Linked DNA regions of Mus musculus: region 2 is linked to region 1. A link is a contact called in public Micro-C data. All regions are on one chromosome and are shown on one strand. The core of a region is the stretch at or near the end of the contact, and the rest is flanking DNA. Distances in the headings are between cores, read along the strand shown.

What was found. Hi-C and Micro-C count contacts between places; a contact is called where the count stands out from the background.
Region 2: a contact with region 1 is called in a Micro-C map of embryonic stem cells, with 18 times the contacts expected there. The contact joins the promoter of Gad2 here to the promoter of 4930412O13Rik in region 1. A contact is called at or near these places in 2 of 39 promoter capture datasets (hippocampal neurons and second pharyngeal arch cranial neural crest) and 2 of 484 Hi-C or Micro-C datasets (both in embryonic stem cells).

What each region holds. Positions count from the first base shown.
Region 1 is chr2:9,878,525-9,882,954 of GRCm38.p6, reverse strand. It overlaps 4930412O13Rik (RIKEN cDNA 4930412O13 gene), which reads right to left and starts at 1,709. Exons shown (of 5, transcript NR_024257.1): 1 at 1,276-1,709; 2 at 1,014-1,189; 3 at 91-412. Gata3 (GATA binding protein 3) reads left to right here and starts at 4,355. Exons shown (of 6, transcript NM_008091.3): 1 at 4,355-4,430.
Region 2 is chr2:22,620,118-22,624,649 of GRCm38.p6, reverse strand. It overlaps Gad2 (glutamic acid decarboxylase 2), which reads right to left and starts at 2,323. Exons shown (of 16, transcript NM_008078.2): 1 at 1,912-2,323; 2 at 1,155-1,214; 3 at 812-961. The coding sequence starts at 1,987.

The DNA of each region.
Region 1 (4,430 bases), core at 460-2,959:
TCGCCACCGCCCCGCTTCCCTAGTCCGAGGCGATGTAGACCTCCGGGTTGTGAACCGGTGGTAAGGGGGTACCGGCGCCGGCCTGGATACCTCTGCCCTTCGCTTCCTTCCCAGACGCACAGCGACCACGGTCTTTTCACTTCGTTTTCTATTAATCAATCGCATGGAAGGAAGATTGATCGAGCTGGAATGGGAAGTGACTTTTTCCCTAGTCCTTGGGTCGTCGGGGTCCCGGGCTGTGAATTTAATTTCTGGCCTTCGGTGCTGCTCTGCTTTCTCCCCGACCTCCCAGCCCTTCAGGTTCCGGGCTTCACTTCAGTCGGTAACCGCGCCATCAGATCCGCCCAGGCCGGCGCCTTGGCTCCGGGAGGAGGGACAAGGCAGCACGCCCCGCTCCGCTTCGTTTTCCAGCCTGCAAACATTTGCTGCCTCTAGGAGAATCCTACTATTCCGCTTGCGCTCGGCGTGCAAAGTCCCTAAGTAAACACGCTCAAATGACAGCCCTAGGCATTCCGAGGCACGCTTTCTACCCCTGCCCAGGATTAGTAACTATAGTACTTCGACCCCCGGGGTTTGGCTTTGCAGGTCACTCTCTGGAGGGCTGCGCTCAACAACCCCCCCACCCCCGCGACCCCCAAAGTAGCATCTTTTCGCATCTCGGCCCCGCGGAGCTCGCCTGGTCTCTCTCGGAGTCAGGTTCGGGTTGTTGACTCTGGGTGGATTTCTACCTTCTGGGTCCATGGCCCCAAGTGATGAGGCCCAATCACTCGCTAAACCTTTTTTTTCAATCAGGGCTTCCAAATTCTGAAGGGGACCGGTTGTGTCTACTTCTAGAGGGATGGGGTCGCCCTAGTGAAGGCGAGTGGGAGGGACCTGAGGATGGGCAAGTGTGTGTGTGTGTGTGTGTGTGTGTGTGTGTGTGTGTGTAGGGGGGTGAGGGGTGTCTCAGCTTACTCCACGCATAGAGTAAGTCAGATCCATTTCTTACCCTTTCCCCAAGAGGGCACACATACCCTGCTCAACTTGACGCCTCCAGCAGCAGCCTCAAGGCCTGGGTTTTCAGATAGGCCAAATTGACTCCGGCTATCCAAGTACAACAGCCCCAGATCCCGGTTCTAGCTGAGCCTTTGCCTGCTCCGCTCCAGATGCTGAGTCCCCAGGGAACCGTAGCGTTCGTCAGCCCCTTACCCTATAGAGAGAGGCCTCATGAACTGCAGGAGCCAAAGACTCCAGGCAGCAGCGGCAACAGCATTCTCCTTGATGGCTTTCTCTTGCCTTTCCCCCAGCTCCGCCAGATGCTCCAGGGGAAGAAGGGGAATGCGGTACACCGAGCCAGACCCGGTGTGCCTTGGGGTTGTGGTGGTGGTGGCACCCCAGGTCTTTAAGGGGGCACCCAGACGTCCCTTAACGAGGCCCGGATCAGCTTTGTAGCTCTCTGGAACTGAAGGATTGGGACCACCTTTCCCTCCGGCCTCAAGCCCCCTCCCCTCCCCCACCACCCGCCAAGGGAAGAGGAAGCCCGGCCTGCATTTGCGAGCAAGGCGGGTCAGACCGGCGCCTGTCCTGGCCCAGACCCCCGGAGTCCAGCTCTCCGCCTCAGGCCACGCGCCGCAGCCTCTCCGGACTCGATCCCTTCCCCCTTCTTCCCGGTGGGTCTCGGAGCCGACCTCGGCCCTCCCTCTCCGGTATCCCCCTCCTCTCTTTTTCCCTCCCCCTCCCCTGCTCTGTGTTTCTGACTCTGGGGCCGGCCCGTGACGTCAAACCCAGTGTGGCGTCGGCGAGACTGGCCGGCGCGGGCCATCAAAAGAGCAACGTCCTCTTTCCCAATTACCCACTGTCAGTCCGGGAACAGGGGCGGACCGGCTGGGAATTACATGTTAAATACCCCCTACAGGCTGGATCCAGTGCCCGGGGCGCCTAGCCTCAGGCCCCCTACCCCTCTCTGCCAACCCTAAACTACCTCAGACCTGGAGGGGCCTATTAGATATTTTGTTTTTCCAAGGGAGGGGAGTGTCTTTGCATCCAGTCTAGCTCCTCTGGTGATTGAATTAAGACGAATAATCCTCTCCATCCCCACTACTACATCTATTAGAGAGGCGCCCCTACTAGGGAAGCCATCCTTTTCAGAAGTATATTCTTTTTCAGTCTTTAAAAATACGTTCTAAGCCGTATAGACTAACATGTTCAGTTCTTGGCGTCAGCAGCTTTCTTTCTTGTCTCCAGAAGGATTTCTTTTGCGCATTAAAAAAATTATTATTATTATCATCTACATCTCGGTGCCCGGGACCAAAGAGATATGCTTACTCGAGACTTTTCTCGAAGCTGTGAACTAGGGACTGGCTGACTGATGCCTTATACAACTCATGAGTGATACAGCAATAGTATTTTTCCCTTTTAAACTCTCATTCTAGATCTTAATCCCGGGCCTTTTAGCAAAAATGTGTGTGCGGTCTTCTCTGCTTGTTTATGGAATGGTTTCCGGTGAATGTTAGACAGCAACTAAATAATTAAAAGGTTTTGAGAGCGCCGTGAGCTGGAAGAGATGCTGGCAGCTTGATTGGCCCAGGAGAGATGGGTTGGTCAAAGAGTGAAAGTAAAAAAATCGATATTCTAAGACTGGGCCGCCCTCATAAACGTGGGACCAAGGGGTGCAGGGTGAACTCAGAAGGGAGGGAAGACTCGTTTTTAAAAAAAAGGTATCTTCGTAATTTGTATTTAGAAATTCAGCCTTGATTTCAGTCAAAGATCAGATGTAAAAGGGGGGGGGGTGTCAGGAGAAGCTCCAAACCCAAGCCCGCAGGGCACATTTCTAAATAAATTTTGTCTTCTTCAAGGGTTGTATTGTAAAAAGAACGCACCTTCCCTCTCCCCGCACTCCACTGGCTTCAAGGTAGATATTGATGGCTTTTCTCCACAGTAGAATAGAAGAAGTTACTTGGAACTTTTAAGAAAGGGCTTGTCGGGAATCCAAGTTTTGAATAAGTGGGAAATATTATGGGGTAAAGAAATGAAGAGGGGATGACGCCTTCAGTTCCAGTAACCCTCTAAAGCCAAGCTCTCTGCCCTGGAGGGTGGAATGGGAACACCTCTTACACTGCCCTGGGGTGCACCCGAAGTCTCTTTCGGACCTTGCTCATCCGGGCAGTGTTTTCTGGACCCAGGCTGCAGAAACCTCAACGCCACTAGGGGATGCAGTGACTCAAAGGACGGAACAGGGCCGCAGAGGTTGGAGCCCGTGGGGCGGGGCGACTGCGGCCCGGTCGTGGTATCTCCCGATGATTGGTCCTTACAAATGGCCCCGCCCTCGTCCGCCCAGCCTCTCTACTGGGCGTCTTCCAGCCTCTCTCCTGTGTCAGCTTGCGGCCCTCCCACCAGACCCTGTCCCAGAGACCCAAAATGTCCAGGGAAGTTGCGGCTGGGTCCACCCCGGAGGTCAGGGTTGGATATTATAGAGGGGACCGTTTTCCTCGGGTGAAAGCAGAATAAAGTAGCACCCCGAGCTAGGCGAAGAGAAAAGTTAGGCTATCGCAGCAAAGATCAAGTTAGTTGTACACGGTACTTCGGGGACCAGTGAGCCTAGGTCTCGCTAAGCCAGCTTTTTATGCATCGCGTTGTCACTAAGGTCAAAAGCACACATTGATGATATCATTAGATCCGAAAAAGACAGCTGCAACAGCTGACGCTGTTCGTTCTGGAGAGGTTTGGGAAAGCAAGCAGAGACCATAACAATAACGCGGGCGTCCGAATCAAAGCCCAGGTCCTCCGCGCGATTCAGCAGCCTCCCGGAAAGCTGGTTCGGAGGCAAATCTTCAGTTACTTCGCCATGAAACTTTTCTAATCTGTTTTACATGCACATAGCCCCTAAGCTGATATAAACTGAAAAACGTTCTGGCTTGAATCCTAATTTAAAAGTTTGCTCATTTTTAAAAAAGTATCGAAAAGTCTGCTTATGGAAATTAGCTTTATGAATGGGGCAGCCGGGTTTCACTCGTACGGAATAATCTACTGAGCCCGAATGAATCGGCTTTGCTACATTTAAAGGGCCAGAGAGCGAATTCCCTCCTGCCTGTCCCCTCTGCCCCAAGCCCGGGCGGGCCTCGCCCACCCTGCCCGCGGCCCCTCTGCCCTAGGCGGCCCTTGGCGGCGCCCCTTTCCGGTCAGTAGAGGGGCGGGAGGAGGGGCGGCGGTGTGCCGGGGTGGGTGGGGGGGATGGGATGGGGGTGGAGGTGAAGTCCTGGAGCGGGTTTGGGTTGCAGTTTCCTTGTGCTGAGGATCGTGTCCCCTCCTGCCAGCGCCAGGCTCCTCCCCCTCGGCGCGGATGACACTAGAACCTCCTTAAGTTGCGTCGCGCCACAGCTGTCTGCGAACACTGAGCTGCCTGGCGCCGTCTTGATAGTTTCAGAAAGAATGCATTCCCTGTAAAAAAAAAA
Region 2 (4,532 bases), core at 1,074-3,573, about 13 Mb before region 1:
GAGACCAGATCGGGTTAGAGGGGAGAAGACCCCGTTTCAAACAAAATCAGAGCACCTGGAAACACAAGCGAATAAAATCCCCTTCTGGAATTAAGTCTCGTATTTTATTTGTAACATATTATGTTGCTTGGCTTATTATTTTCCAAAAAGAGTGTCTCAATTTGTCTGTTTCACAAGCGTTTGTTCTACATTTGAGTAAATCATCTTAATGGTTTGTCAATACTCCACTTCCGAAATGTTTGAGAAACGCCTTCGGGCAAACCAGGAAAGGCCGTTCAAGCCAAGTTATGATCTCTGGCTTTTTTTGGAGGACAGATGTTTCCAAAGTTGGTGTGTGTGTGTGTGTGTGTGTGCGCGCGCGCGCGCTCACCCGCTGTTTGTGAGCCTGGGAGTTATGCATGCGTAGGTAAAATTTAGCGCCTTGGGCTTGGGTAAACAGGATCGTTCCTTGTTGAAATCACGGTTACAAACTACTTTGGATCCAGTCGAACACCTAAAAATCCCTGCAATTCCGAACTACTTGAACTACTTTGTAGGGTATTTTGGAAATTTGTGCTACTCAGAGGCTTGGGCAGCACCAAGAAGCCTACCAAGGTACACACTGCCACCTCCAACTATCGAGGCTGCGCAGTGCAGGGCGCTTGGCCACTGATTCTGGTTGGGGAAGGCCAGGGCCTCGGTGCCCTCCAGCCCACAAACCCCACGTCCTTTCAATTCTGTGGAAGATCCTCAGAATCCTCACCCCGACATCCATTTGGAGGGTCAGATGTCTGCGGGGTGGAGCGTGGTCCTGGCCAGCCGGCCCATTTACCTGTTGCGTGCAGAAACGCGTAGTTGACATCCCCTTTGGGGCAGTTGCAGGGTTTTTGGTCGCAGGTGCAGGCGACCTTCCCGGTGGCGGCCCGCGAGGTCACGCTCCCGCCGCCCTCCGCTGGCTTCCCGGAGTCTCCATAGAGCAGAGCTGGACAAAGACACGGAACGCGGGACCTGAGTCAGCTGGCGGTAGTCTCCGCTCCTACATCCCCACCCACCCGGCAACCCAGGGATTCGTCCAACCTAGGCTGCAGGCTCAGAGGGGAGCCCACGACTTTGCTCCCGCCAGCCGCGGGCCCCCGACCTTGCCAGCCCTTCTCCCATTCAGTGCCACCACTCACCGCACAGCTTGTTTCCGATGCCGCCCGTGAACTTTTGGGCCACCTGGCACCACGCTCTCGCTGCAATCGCCAGGCAGGGAAAAGCGAATCGGAAAGAAAACAGACGGGCGAGTGAGAATTTTCGTTCCAAGTGAACCAGGTCTTTAAGTCCAGAGTCTGGGGGCCCGGCGCCAAACTCGAAGCAGCCACCAGCTAGCGACTCTGCTTTCAGCAGGTGGGGGAGTCCGAGGGAATCTGACGCCGGGGCCAGCCCTTTCCTTGCGGTGTCCCAGAAAGAAAGCAGCTCACAACGCCGCCCTTTGCACTTTGTTCGCCAGGTTCTCGGGTTTCCAGACTCTCCCTGCCCTCACCTGGGCTGCCTTTCCTAAACCCGAGGCTGTTTGTTTCTCACCGCGCTTGCCTTTCAGACCCCAAACTCTTTCCTGCTCCCATTTTGTCTTTCCCTGCCCAGGGTCTAGACGTCCCGAGGCAAAGCCTAGATCTTTGATTTCTGACTCCCGCAGACGCTGCAGTCTTTCAGGAGCCTATGTTTAGGGGAAGGGGCCTAGACAACCCTGGGCTTTTTCCCTGGGGGACAAAGGACTGGGTGGGGGGGGGGGTTGGTGTTCTCACACAGTTACGGACTTAACCCAGAGAGCCGGGCGAAGCGCCCGAATAAGTTTCCTGTTGCAGATGTCAAAGCTTTGATGATCAGCCTAGCCCTGCAAACCCTAAACCACCCACAAAGCTCTCCCGCTGCAGGTCCTGATTTTCCTACCTGTGCCCGGGTTCTCAGGATCCGCAGAGCCATCTTCAGATCCGAAGGACCAAAAGCCGGAGCCAGGAGACGCCATGGGTTCTGCTAGACTGGCGCTGGTCGCCTCCAAGTGGCTGTGGCAAGCTGCCTTTGCCTCGACCCTGCACGAGAGTGCGTGCGTGTGCGAGTACGTGTGGCGGGAGAAGGGCACCGCGCGAGGGCTGGAGCGGCAGCGCGACGAGGGTGGGTGTCACACAGGGACAGGAAACGTGCTGTCTGCGTATGCCAGTGCTCGTGCGTGTTTGTATGTTCCAGTCAGGGCGCAGGGACGCGCTGCTGTGCTCTGCGCCGCCGAGGTTAAATGGGGGGAGTAGCCGTGATCCTCGCAGTCTGGAGATTGGAAAGTGGAAAGGGCCCAAGAGATTTTTAGGGAGAGGGAGCTTGGTGGGGAGATGAGAGAGTGACGGAAGGGAAATGGAGGCGCTGGGTCGTGAGGTGCGAGTCAGATGCGGGGGAGGGAGGCGTGCCTGCGTAGTGCTGACCCAGCCACAGGCGCTCCAGGTCTGCTTCTGCCGGAACGCGCTGTCCAGGGTGCTACCACAGCCCTCAGCACGCTGGCCTAGGTGACCCCAGGGACAGGGAGACCTTGGCAAGATTGGAATGGTGGCCGAGGGCAATTTCACGTGTGCATCGATTGGCTCATTGTTTGAGGGCTGTCTCTGGCTGCTGCCGAGCAAAAGTGGTTCTCGCGCCCGCCTTCCTCCAAACCAGTGCTGAGGTCGCTGTGACCTCAAGAGCCCAGGCCACCTGGCCTCAATCAGGAAGAGCTCCAAAGCTTGGGGAAGGAACCAAGGAGGGAGGAAGGTGGACCGCTTCCACACCAACGAACTCATTTCATCTCCTTAGCAGAGCCTAATGTCTGCCTGCTGAGCTGAGCCAGCCTGGGGGGTGGGGGTGGGGGTCGTACGGTTTCTGTGCAGTCATGCCTGGGTCCCCAGACCCATCGTCCAGGTTTTGACTGACGGCTGAAGAGAAAGGCTGCTGATTGAAGCAATTAAAATCCACGCTGGAATCTATCACTGAGGACCTCAGGCTGAGAAAAATTAAATAAATAAAACGAACAGAAACTTCTTGGAGTGGGTGAGAGCTGACACATACACAGGATTCAGGGAGTCTCAAAGTAAGCGAATCAGTTTTTCCAAATCCCAGGAAAAGGCACTCCCATCTTTTCAGGGATACTCAACCCACTGACCTCGTCCCTTCCCAAGAGGAGTTCTTGCCATCAGCAGGTGCCTAGGAACACAACAGTGGCAATTTCCCAGCCCAGAAAGAAGTAGTTTCGTTTGTGTTTTCTAATAAAGGAATGAAAAAATCCTTTCTGTTTCCCTTTTCCCAAAGGCTCTTAAATGCAGGGACGGCGCCTTGAGGAAGATTTGGGGCCCTCTGGCTCCGCTTCCGTTTCCTCTTGCCTATACTAAACCCATAGTTCCAGGCTTACAGAGAGCTCAAGAAAGACTTGCAGGAAAGTGCTGCTTTAAACCGTTCCCGATCTCCTTTCCTTCTCTCCGAGCGAGGGACTGCAGCTTCCCTGCTCTCCATAGTCCTTTATTCCTTCTTTGAGTTTTTCAAATGAGTCACCAAAGCTGTTGCCGGAGGAGAAACCCTGGGACCTTTAGTCTTGGTGACCAGGATCACTTATTTTGTTAGGGATCCGGAGACCTCGAATAACTGCAGATGACCAAGTGCATTCTCTCCACAAAGCTTTATCTTCTTCCCAAGGTTTCCAGAATCCAGGGGGGCCAGGGAGGATCTAGCTAGAGGATGCCCACTGAGGTCCGGTGAGTGGCCCGAGGTGGGGAGGGGGAGGGCGGTGAGATTGGCACTGCTGAGGTGCTACCCAAGGCGTGTCTCTAAGGGAAGGCAGTCACCTTGACCCTAGGCCTCAACTTAGTAAGTCTTTAGGGTCCTCCAGGCCTGGTGGCTTCAGCTGGCAGAGGTAACAGCTCCTGGAAAGGGCGCTTCCGCCCAGCCTTGCCAACAAGACTTGGAGAGCCTGAGTCTTTGTTTAAATCCATACTAAATCCTGCAAAATAATTCTCTTCAAGCCAGCTGGCTGGGGTTGAAGCTTTTTACCATGGATGAGTGGTCGGAAATAAAAAAAAAAGGTTCTTAAACACACACACACACACACACACACACACACACACACACACACACACACACACACACCTTCCAAGGAAGAAATGGATGAAAACAAGAGATACAGATTTTCAACATCTGAATTTTACTTCGTCAAAAATAGTAACTTAAAGCGATACTGTGGAAATGCAATTGAATCCCACAGCTCTGAGTATTTTTAAAATCTTATCATACTTTGAAAAAAAATTTTGCCACTCCCCACTTCGAATGCAGGCTGGAATTGGGTTTGTCTTTTTAAAAAACCAACCCTTCGTAGACAGCAATTTGCTTTGTAAATTTTTTTCCCTTTTCCCAAAGGGCCCATCCCCCACCCCCCTCTGGCTCCGGGTTGTTGATAACAAAAGAGCTCTGGGAGGTAATAATTACAGTCATTAGTTCACAAAGGAGGCAGTAGACTGCGAAAGGAATACCGTTAGCCCGGAAGGCTTTCTCTTTACAGTAGG